2 separate regions of the Mus musculus genome follow, and region 2 is linked to region 1. The links are chromatin contacts, called in public Hi-C maps. All regions are on one chromosome and are shown on one strand. The core of a region is the stretch at or near the end of the contact, and the rest is flanking DNA. Distances in the headings are between cores, read along the strand shown. Region 1 overlaps Dusp16 (dual specificity phosphatase 16). Region 2 holds the start of Dusp16 (dual specificity phosphatase 16).

Region 1 (5,615 bases), core at 1,350-3,849:
TCCTATTTGTAGACTACAATGTCCCAGAGACTCAGCATGGGAGAGAAGGCACAGGGCAAGAAAATAATCTTCCGCTGCCAAAGGAGAAAAGAAGGTAGTTCTAGTGAATGCCACTTGGATCAGCCAAAAGCAACTCTGCTCCTTCAACTTCTCTACCCAGGGAACTTTTACAAACACTTAACACACACATTTTCTCAGACATCCTAAGTGGCCCAGGATTCCTATCTTTGTGGCTCGAGGAATCAAAGACACATCCCTTCACAAACCTCTAGGACAACAGTTACAATAACACCCCAAGGAGAACGAGGTGGCTACTGGAAGCACCTTAAATGATTATCAAAATACAATGGGAATACAATTATAAATCAAGGTAACTCTATGAATAATGAAGAAAGGTAAGCGTAAGTCTTTACTCCAGATAGAGAACGACTCACTCAAATCTACTAACAAGTACACACACACACACAGTCAAGAATCACTCACTATACAAAACATTTCTAGCACCTTTCTTTTTTTTTTAAAGATTTATTTATTTTTTATTATATGTAAGTACACTGTAGCTGTCTTCAGACAAACCAGAAGAGGGAGTCAGATCTCGTTACGGATGGTTGTGAGCCACCATGTGGTTGGCAGGATTTGAACTCAGGACCTTCAGAAGAGCAGTCGGGTGCTCTTACCTGTTGAGCCATCTCACCAGCCCCTCTAGCACCTTTCTATGTGCAGCTCAAAACTTCCTAATCTACTTTAGGCAAGCTCTCTAGACAATCTATGTATTCTACTCATATTAACAGTCTTTAGCTGGGTCTGGTGGAACGGGCCCAGTATCCTAGCTTTTTAGAACCTGGGACTGAATGACTACAGGTTCAAGGCCAGCCTGGTCAATTAAATGAGACCTTGTTTTAAAAAGGTAATAGCTAGGGGTATAGCTCAGGGACAGAGCATTATGCATTAGGCCCTAGGTTTACTCTACAGTTAGTGCAGACAACAATGAAACCCCACCCACCTCTCTGACCGCCTTTACAATTTTATAGAAAACTTCAAAAAGCAAGGGAAGAGAATGATCCCTATTCAATAACCCAAGCAACAATCAAAAACAGCTGGGACACAGTTTTGTTGGAGGATATTGATCACACTGTGAACCCTGACACTGTTATTGACTGAAAAGCCCTGTTTCTAGGTGTGGTGTGGCTCAGTCCTTAGCACTCTCCTTTAATCCCTCTGGCTGGGATACAGACACGGTTTTAGCACACGCCTTTAATCCCAAACAATGATGTCTAATTGAGGGATAGACAAACTGACAAATCAGATAAAGATTTGACAGAATGAGTCAGAGATAGGATACCCCTTCCCCCCACACAAGAAGAGACAGGAAGAAGAGACTACTTAAGAGAACAGGGGCAGAGGAGAGAGGAAGGCATTTTTACCAGGACAATGATAGACAGGTTGCAGAGAGAAAACTGGACACAGGTGAAAACAGAACAAGCCAGAAAATGAGAAGGAGCCAGAAGATTAGAACATATTGCCAAAGATACAAGGTCAAGCAGAGCAATTCAGTCAGAGGCCAAGAGAGAAGCCAGATTGAATCAGTCAGCTTCAAGAGGAGTTTGAGCCAGAACAGCTGAGTTGAATCAGCCAGCCTGAGCTCAGAAAGAACAAGGAAAAAAAGTCACTCAAGAGTAGTGTAGTAAGTAATGTACACCTTTGATCCCATCACTTGGGGGGCTGAGGCAGGCAGATCTCTGTGAGTTTGAGGCCACACTGGTCTACATAGAGTTTCAGGACAGCCAGTGGTACATACAGAGGCTGGTCTCAAAAAACAAAACAAAATAAACAAATCATTCAGTATTCAGTGCACATGTACTGTAATGTGGACACCGTGCTAGGCAAAAGGACCAGTGGACCAAGACAGAGGCCCTCTCTGGAGCTGACAATCTAGTCAGACAGATTTTAGCCAAATAATTATAAGATCAAAACTTAAGTTAATTATGGTTGGTAGCCAAAAACAAAACAAAACACAAAAACAAAAAACAAAAAAACAAAAACCAAAACAAAACCTGTGGTAACCAACAGTACCTTGTAACCAAGAGGTTTAAAATTACATTAAATGTAGGAGACACCAAGACAAGTGGCAGAGAAATAGTTTCAGAGGCAGAGAAGAAAAAAGTTTTCTGTGGAGGTCCAGAGACCATAAGGCTGCAGATTCTAAGCAAATAGGATAAAGACTGATAATCTAAAAAGGGAGGGAGAAGAGAGGGTGAGAGGAAGGAAGGAAGGGATGCTAAAGAAGAGAGCAGAGCACAGAGGAGAGAGGACAGGGAGAAAGGGAGAGGAAAAAGAGAGAAAGTGGCTTAGCTAATGTCAGAGAGACAGACAGAAGTCAGCTACTGTTAGAGTTAGTTAAGGAGTCTATAATTTATCCTAAGATTACAGATACATATTAAACTGAAAAGGAAAACAATCTGAAAATGCTCCAGCTGTGCATTATGGTCTGGAATGTGGCAAGACAGAGAATGCGAGACAATTTAGAGGCTCCTGGAGCATCTGAAAGAGATGGTGTTAGAAAGACTGAGGTAATAGAAGATGAAGACTTCTGACAGACAGGCAAAGGACCTAGTGGTGACTGAGAGGTGACAGATGTTGCAGCCAAATCTCCAACAGCTCACAATGCCCACCACATCTAAAGAAATTCATGTTTAAAGAGCATGTATAATTTACTACCAACTTGTCTAAATTCCCATTTTTCCTTCTTACAGAAAAAAAGTAAAACCCTTTAGTCTCCTTATTAATCCTCTAAATCTATCTCCATTGCTGTGCGTTGTTTTTAATCAAGTTGTGCAACCCAAGCTGACTTTGACCTCACAACCCTTCTGTGTCAGCCTACTGAATGCTGGAATTGCAGGTAGGTGTGTGCCACCACACCCATTTTATGTGCTATTGGGGACTAAATCCAGAGCTTTGTGGACACTAGGCGAGCACTGTGCTCTAGCTCTAGCTCCTGGCTGTATATATTATTTGTAGAAGGGGAGTGTGTCATAGCACATATATGGAGGTGAGCGAATGACTCTGTGAGGTTACTTCTACCTTCATTCGGGTTGTGAAGATTGAGTTCAGGTCACCTTTTTCTTGTGTGTATAGTAGGAGCCTTTCCCCACTGAACTATGATGTTACACTTCGCCCCCACTGAATTCAAAGGAACCTCCATACTCAAAGATTACTGTTTTCAAGGTTCAACTACAATTTCATTGCTGTGACTAAATCTCCCTCTATTTCTACAGACTACACATTGAATCATCTCTTATCACACATCAAAAAGCACATGATCATGTGTTTCCTTTGTTTCATCCTGCTTAGACATGTTTCCCAAATTAACTAGGAGACTCTCAAGGGCAGGGACAAGCCTCTGCTTCCCTAGAGCCCAATCTACAACACAACCACAAATGTGCCCATCAAATTCTGAAGGCCCACAGTGAAAAGGCCAAATACACCTAGGCCTGGCATCTGTGCAGAGCACAAGGACGCAAGTGGGACAAGAGAAGACTGATGTCACTGTTGTCTTCCAGGTAACTGTATTTGTATAACTTGTGAAAATATCAGAATGAGGAAAACAAGTACTTTAGTTGGCTCCAGAGTCCATTTTATCAAAAGACAGTCTCAGGCATGATGCCTTAGTCACTGGTAACAACCGCCTGAAAGACAATATAATTAAACCGTTTCCTGCAAACTAAGACTTAAAGAACACCAGGCAAATACATGGCAGGAAGTACACAAAAGTAATTTCCTTTCTTCTAGTCTTCTTGAAGTATAACTTTCAAGTAAAACTTTTATGTTTATAAGTAACCATCTGATATAAATTTTGAAATGTTACTAAACATATTTTTTGTGAATATAGTAATAACATTATATTCTCTTAGCAGATTTCAAGCATATAATGCATTATTAACTATACTCACCACTTTGTAACCTCTAGAAAAAGGTCTGCCTGTATCCTCCAATCAGCACCAGCCCCATCACTCCCTTCCTGGTTTTATGAAGCAGTCTTATATAGCTCAGGATAGCTCGCCCTAAACTCCAGATGCTTCTGCTTCCACAATTACAAGCATGCACCACATCTGGTTTCAATTCTCTATTTCGGTGACTTTTTAGACTAAATATATAAGTGAATCTGATGTAGCATTTATCCTTCTGTACCTGGCTGATCTCACTCAACATAATGGTTTACTGGTTCAAGTTTAAACAAACAAATAAACATGATTTCTCTTCTTCTTTTTCTTGGATATTTTCTTTATTTACATTTCAAATGTTAGCCCCTTTCCTGGTTCCCACCCCCCCCCAAACCCCATCCCGTCCTAAGATTAACTCCAGAACTTCATCTATGTTAGGCAATGTTCTACAGCTGAGCTGTAACCCTCAGCTCTTTGTTTATTACGGGTAAATAATTCCATTGCATATGTAAATGTAAAGACCTATTTTCAGTGGCTCTGAGTCACTTCCCGTTTGGGGGGTTTTTGTTTTGTTTGAGATTTTGCTGTTGTTGTTCTTTTGTTGGTTTTTGACAAGTAGCAACCAATTCTGAATAACTGGAGTGCTTTTACTGAAATATATTATTTTAATCTCTTACCAGATGCTACATGTTTTGGTATGGAATGACTGAAAATGTTCTTTCATTTTCAAAGGAGAAGCACCAAAAACTATTCAATAGAATTGATAATAACAGCACAGACAGAAAATCTGTAACCAGAAAAATTGCATTATGATTTTCTTGGGAAGCACAGCGTGTTCAGAGACTTAATGTTTATAAAAACTCTTAGCAATGTACTTAAGACTATCTCTCACAAAATACTTAATAATGTTTTCCTTTTATAATTATTCTAACCTACTGTTTCCCATAGGATAAAGTAGTTACACATATATTTGATAAGCTCCTTCTGGCTAAAATAATCTAATGATTTGAATTTTTATGTACAATAATTTTTATACATTATTTCATTCCATAAAGTATGAAGATCATGACTCCAAAATCTTTAAGAGACTGACAAAGAGTTACTAGAAAAGGTCTTTAAGAATAAGCATCCTGGGAGAGATAATCGCTCAATGGTTAAAAGCATTGGCTGCTCTTTCAGAGGACTCTGGTTCAACTGAATTTAAAAAAAAAAAGGCTCCCATAGGCCCATAGGGAGTGGCACTAATAGGAGGTGAAGCCTTGTTGGAGTAGGTGTGGCCTGGTTGGAGGAAGTATGTTAAAGAAACAGACAGACAAAGCAAACAAGCATCTTAGCCAGGCATGATGACTCAGGCCTTTAACCCCAGCATTTGGGAGGCAGAGGCAGGAACATCGCTGTGAGTCTGAGGTCAGCCTGGTCTACGTATTCCAGGACGACCAGGTATACATAGAAAGGCCTGTCTCAAGAGGGGGAGGCAAAACAGAAAAAATAAATAAATAAATAAATAAATAAATAAATAAATAAATAAATAAATAAATAAAAAGTACCCCTTAATACCCTATCTAGGCTTAAGAAAAGTCTAGAAGATTCTGGAAGCACTTGTAGTTCGGAGCCGTACGCACATGGTGAGAACATGGGAGAGTCACTGAATCACCATCTGCACGTCAAAGAGCG
Region 2 (5,615 bases), core at 2,190-4,689, 42 kb after region 1:
ACACACACACACGCGCGTCATCTTGCCGTAGATTCTTCTTTTGAAGCACTCTTGTTTTTCTCCGGTCATGTATCTGATTAAATTCCTCGCCTCCTAGCTTAGTCAGTGTAAAAGAGTGGCCTCTTCTTAAAGCTTAACCCTGATTCTTTACCTCCAGCCAGCCTTCAGGACCCTTCCCTCACAAAGCCAACCCTTTATCTATCTAAATAAAAGAAGTGTATGAAAATGAGAGATTATCCACAATACAAGTAAATTGGGAAAATGACATCTGGCTTTGAAATATATGTAGCTTTAGGTAAGATTCATTTTATGATTTTGCTTAAACCAACATTAGTAAGATTGTTTTTTCTTTATGATGGTGAACATCAGTCTCAATTTTAAAATCTGATAATTACTACTTTAAAGATAATCAAGCATCAAGTATATTTTGTTTCCTATCAAGTCTTTTTAACATGTATAATCTGTTGAAATATGTTGAAAAACTTGTTTTCTGTTATGCCTGGTTATCTTCTTGGGGAGTTTTAAGCCATGAGATTTCCCTATATTAATCTACTTCTTCAAGTTATTGTATCTTCTGTTTGAGAACTCAATGCACTTAAAAAACATTAGTGCCCAATGAAGTTATTAGTCCAATAAGATACAACAGAAAAATGTCTTTGTTAGAAATACCAGGAACACATAAGACTCTAGGATAAATTACACTGGTAAATGATATCAAGTTATATTTTACAGGACTTTATGGTTGGGTGAAAATAGAAAAGGCTTAACAATGAACATGTATATAAACTTGTTTGTTTAATATATTAAGTCCAGATAATGAAAATTCTATGAAATTCAATTTCCTAATTCAGGCAGTTAGAGAAGAAAAAAAAAAAAGCTATTTTAACACTCCAACATTGTTCCTGTTCTTCTCTAACTCGAGCCAAGCTTCCTTCAAACTTCTCAGACCTACTCTTTCTCTATGTGGGAGGGAACATAGTTTACACCTAGGTCCTCACCTAACCCCAGCCAGACTCTTAAACCAGCTGACCTCTGCCTCCTCTTTTCCACTCTACAAATAAATCTTCAATGTGTAAGAAAGCAGGAGAGAGGGGAACTGAGTTACCAGGATCTTCCTCTTTGACCCCTTTCTCAATTCCTATAATTAAACCTCTGTTCAAATAGACCAGGAACCCCCAATTTCGTATTAACATTTTAAATTTATAGGTACTCAACTACATTCACCAAGCTGAACTATGAGACAAGAACTTCCAAACTGAACAGAGTGAGGGGTGGGGAGGGAGTGGTAACTGTGTACTTCTGTTCCTGGCCCTGTCTACTGAAACTCACCATCTGAAACACTGAAGGAAAATCAGCACAATTCTAGGATAAGTATTTCACTTGAGTTGCTAAGATACCAGAGAGTAAAATAAAACAAAAAATTGTAACTATCATTATCAACAGTTTATACTTTCTAAACATCAGCTTATTCACCACTTACTAAAATGCAAAATAAACTTACTTCGAATTTTCTCCCCATTTGGAACTCTGATAAACACAAAATCTTACACCTTAAAACTAATAATTCAAGCTGAAGTTCTGAATTTGTCCATAAGATGGTAAATGTTATGAAAATATCAACATTCCACAATGTCTTTAAACACAATAAGTTCCACAGTTTTATTTTTTACATAAAGACAAAACCCTTTTGCAGTGCCTGGTCACATTTTGACTAGAATACACAAAGCCACAGACACTTCAGTTTTCAATTTACTTCTCCAAGCGACTGGTCTTCACCCAATAGAGAATTCTATAAATCTGAATTACAGCCTCCCACAGTGTGCTCGCTAATATTTGAATTGTCTCAATTGTTAAGCTTTTTTCCCCTTCTTCTGAAATTTACCTTTAAAGGTCTTTTCTTTAAGGGAGATGAAAAAGTGTAGGCTTTTTGAGGAAGTAGTTGTTAACTGTATGTACTATCAAGCTCCACAGAGTGGCCAAAGAGGCTTATTCCCCCTGAGAATCTATTTCAGAGAGAGAGAGATAACGTGAGCAGGAGAGAACACATACCTGGTCATTTTCCCAGCAGGTTCGATAGGTTTGATTCGCTTGTAAGAGCAGAGTATTTACTTACAATCTTTAAAAGCAAAGTGGCACCCAGCGCACTGTGTAAATAAAAACCTCAGAGGTTTAAAAACCCTCATCCTAACTCACTTCCCCTTGGTTCAGGGGACGGCACAGCCAACCCCACAGCAAATGAGATTATGCAACAGGTTTTTCCTCTCTAATCATGGGCTGATTAGAGGTGTGCGTTCTCCAAACAATCTGAGACACACAGGACTTCAAAACACCAAGGATCTTTGCAACAGGCGTTTAAGAAAAGTTCTTTCCAATTTTGCACAAGCCATTCATTTTAAGATCTCCTTGTACTTTCCCCAAGTGTATTATCAGCTTTCTGTAGGAAACAACCCGTCGCTCTTAAAGAGTTTGCATGTATGTCCTCCTTAGGGTTTTTTTTTTTCCACGTGAAACTACACCGTACACACACACACACACACACACACACCGTCCGTTGTTTCCCCGTTTTCATGTCTCACATTTTACAGCTACTGTAAATAAAGGAGTCACCGGCGGACCGTTTTCCTCCAACACCGTGACGGGAGCCCCGGAATGAAAGTTGAGTTTTGGGGGTGGGTTTTTTTTTTTTTTTCCTTGTTTAAGGAAGCGACACGGTCGCTCCCCAGGTGGCCTCGCTGGCTGCCTGCACACACACAAGGTGAATTTGGGATTATGGAAACAGTCAGGGCCCCACTTGGCAGGCGTGTTGTGTAACAGTCTGGAAGTGAGCAGCTTCGCCCGCCCAGGTGCCGGCGACCCGCGGCCCGGGGCTCGTTCGCCCGCTCGCCCGCTCGCCCGCTCGGCGCGGCGAGGCCGGGGCGCCCCCGCGGCTCGGGCCGACCCCCAGCGCGGCCTACACACCCCCCGCCGCCGCCGTCGCCGCTCCGGGCCGCCGTGGCCCGCCGGCCCCCGGCCGGGGAGAGCGCGCGGCGGCCGGCACGAGGAGCGGACGCGCCTCCCAGCCGGCCCGCGGCCCGCCGCGAACACTTACTTGAGGGGCCGCCGGCTCCAGGCTCGCGGAGGGGAGCGAGCGTTGTCACCGCGTCGCCCAGCCGTCGCTCGCGCGTCCTCCTCGCCGCCGGGGCTTCTCCTCTGAAGGGTGGGCGGAGAGCTTAGCGAGAGCCCGGGCGTTTGCAACTTTTCTTCACTTTCTCTTCCACCGCCCCCCGAAAGAGGGAAAAAAAAATGTCGACAGGGATGAAGAAGTTGAGGTAAAGTTGGGGGTCCGCGCGGGAAAAGCGAGAGGGGGAGGGTAAATGGTTGGAAACGGGATGAGAGCCCCCCCAAACGGTGATGCCCGCAGGAGGGGACCAGGGGGGGTAGTGTGGGGGTTGGGGAGAGAGAAAGAGTCGCTGGTCAGGAAACTTCAAGCGCGGATGAGGTCATCGGTTTAAAAATAAAGAGATGGCGTCACTTGAAACCAATCCCAGTGAATGAACTCAGCGGAGCCCGGGGGGGAAAGGAGGAGACGGGCGAGGGCGGGGCGGGGGGCGGGGTGGGGGGGCGGGGTCTCCGGCCCAGGCCGCGCATCGCCCGCCCCTCGGCGCTCGTCCCCGCGAGCCGGAGCCTCCGGAGCCTCCGGGAGGCGGGCTCGGGTCGCGTACCGGGCCGACCGAGCGGCGCCTCGGCGCTCCGGGTTCGCGGCCCGGGAGCCTGGGTCTGTGGCCCGCCCGCCTCCTGCCCGCGCTGGGGTCTCTCCTCCGACGGAGGCGGCTGCTCCAATGCCCCCACTCTAGGGGAAGGAAAGCAAGGCGATCTGAGAGTGCTGCAGTCAATCATTTTGTAAGAAGGTCCCGGAATCCCAAATCCGGGGCTTTTCTCTTGAGAGGGAAGTTACAGGTACTTGAAGGAAAACTGCACCGGTGATATCAAACATATCTTCACCTATGTCTTCGTCCTTGAAAGACCCTACTACACGAGTGCGGGCAAACGCAGCCAAGAATTATTTTTTCTAAAAGAATCTTTTCTGCGTGCCCTCGAGATGGCTCAACAAGTAAAGGGTCCATGCGGTGGAGAGAACCGCCTTTGAAAGTTGTCCTCAGTCCACATGCTGTTCCCCACCCCGCTACACACACACACACACACAAATAAATAAATAAAATGTAATACACACACACAAATAAAATGTAATAAGACGTTAAAGGTATTTTAGGGTTGTTAGGAGCACTGACGGCTCGATTCCCAGCACCCACATGGCAGCCCAGAACCATCTGTAACTCCAGTTCCAGGGGATCTGATGCCCTCCGCTGACCTCCATGGGCACCGAGCACACATGGGGCGCACACACAAACATGAAATCAAAACGCCCTTACACATTAAGTAAGTATTCTCGACATCGGTAGTACAGCATCATCTTTAAGTCAAACCAGAGTTCACTTGCTTTCAAGAGATGCAAGACCTACTTGAGCCTACTTTAACTCCAAGTCTTTCATGGGTTTGGGTTTTTTGTTTGTTTTGGTTTGCTTTTGCTTTTGCTTTTTTCTCCCTTCTTTTCAAAGTAGCTTTGTTTTGAGACACTACCTACTTAGGAAAATGAGAGACCTGAGGTGGCGACAACCACTCTCAGCAACTGAATAGGACAATCGAAGCTTTATTCCAGTGTTCTTTGAGCATCTGAGCTTGAAGCTTCTACTAAAAAGGACTCACGTGGATATCACATAACAAAGATGAGATCAATGACAGAAAAGCACACTTCGAGTGGACTGGCCCAAGAACCAGATTCCTGTACCCCTCAACACACGCCATCTGCAGGGTACTGAAGTAAGGATTCCGGCCTTCAAGCAGTATGTTGAGGTGAATCGATGTGGGCACCGCCTAGGTGGCTTGGCGTGCTTTCCGAGTGGGTTAGAAAGGTAACGTTTCTGTTAGTCCTCTCCCACCTTTAAACCCTGCAACAAAGGTGCACCCGTTAAGGCTGGCAATCATTAATCATTTAAGGTAACCATTATGGAATATGCCTCCGGGGACTTGCAGGTCATCTTTCAGAGTGAAAAAGGGAGCCCTTTTGGAGGTGAGAACCGCAGAAGCTGCAAGCTGAGCTTGCCGATGCCGACCCAGCTTAGAGGAGAGGTGCCTTTGACCTTCTGCGGATTTGAGTGGAGGCGGCTCCCTGTCCTCTCGTGGCAGGACGCGGTACTGCAGCGTCACCAGCTGACAACCACCAAGACGCCTGCTTTTGGAAGTTGGGAGAGGAGTAGGTGAAAAAGAGCTATATAAGGAGTCCCCTAGCTCAGGAAAAAAAAAAAAAGTTTGTTTGTTTGTTTGTTTTTTTAAATGTTCTGGTCTAGCCAGGTGTGATGGTACACAGGTAGCAAGACAATTCTGGCACTCGGGACACTGGCTGGACCAGCGTGGTGGCTCTCTGGGTAAAAGGCCTGAGGACCTAAGTTCCATCCTGGGATACACAAGGAAAGGAAGTACTCCTGGTCTCCACAGCCAACACGAGGCATGTCTGTGCATACACTCATCGCATACACATATACACTTTAAAAGAGACTGTGGCAAGAGGATTGAAAGCT

What was found. Hi-C and Micro-C count contacts between places; a contact is called where the count stands out from the background.
Region 2: a contact with region 1 is called in a Hi-C map of liver, with 3 times the contacts expected there. The contact joins the promoter of Dusp16 here to the enhancer-like site in region 1. A contact is called at or near these places in 3 of 39 promoter capture datasets (liver and macrophages), 18 of 484 Hi-C or Micro-C datasets (CD4 T cells, bone marrow-derived dendritic cells, centroblasts and 8 more), 7 of 115 datasets of contacts at active chromatin or transcription factors (the HPC-7 cell line, embryonic stem cells, epiblast stem cells and 3 more) and 3 of 9 other capture datasets (adipose tissue, liver and pancreatic islet).

The regions. Positions count from the first base shown.
Region 1 is chr6:134,748,367-134,753,981 of GRCm38.p6, forward strand. The region is part of intron 3 of Dusp16 (dual specificity phosphatase 16); the gene reads right to left. Gm36328 (a long non-coding RNA gene) reads left to right here and starts at 5,514. Exons shown (of 2, transcript XR_378067.4): 1 at 5,514-5,615. Within about 2 kb of position 2,600, at least 5 of the 459 cell types and tissues checked have an H3K27ac peak or open chromatin away from gene starts, as enhancers often do. A contact at or near this core is called in liver, where this site is marked.
Region 2 is chr6:134,789,189-134,794,803 of GRCm38.p6, forward strand. It overlaps Dusp16 (dual specificity phosphatase 16), which reads right to left and starts at 3,440. Exons shown (of 7, transcript NM_130447.3): 1 at 3,089-3,440. It overlaps 1700055D16Rik (RIKEN cDNA 1700055D16 gene), which reads left to right and starts at 3,172. Exons shown (of 2, transcript NR_151454.1): 1 at 3,172-3,308.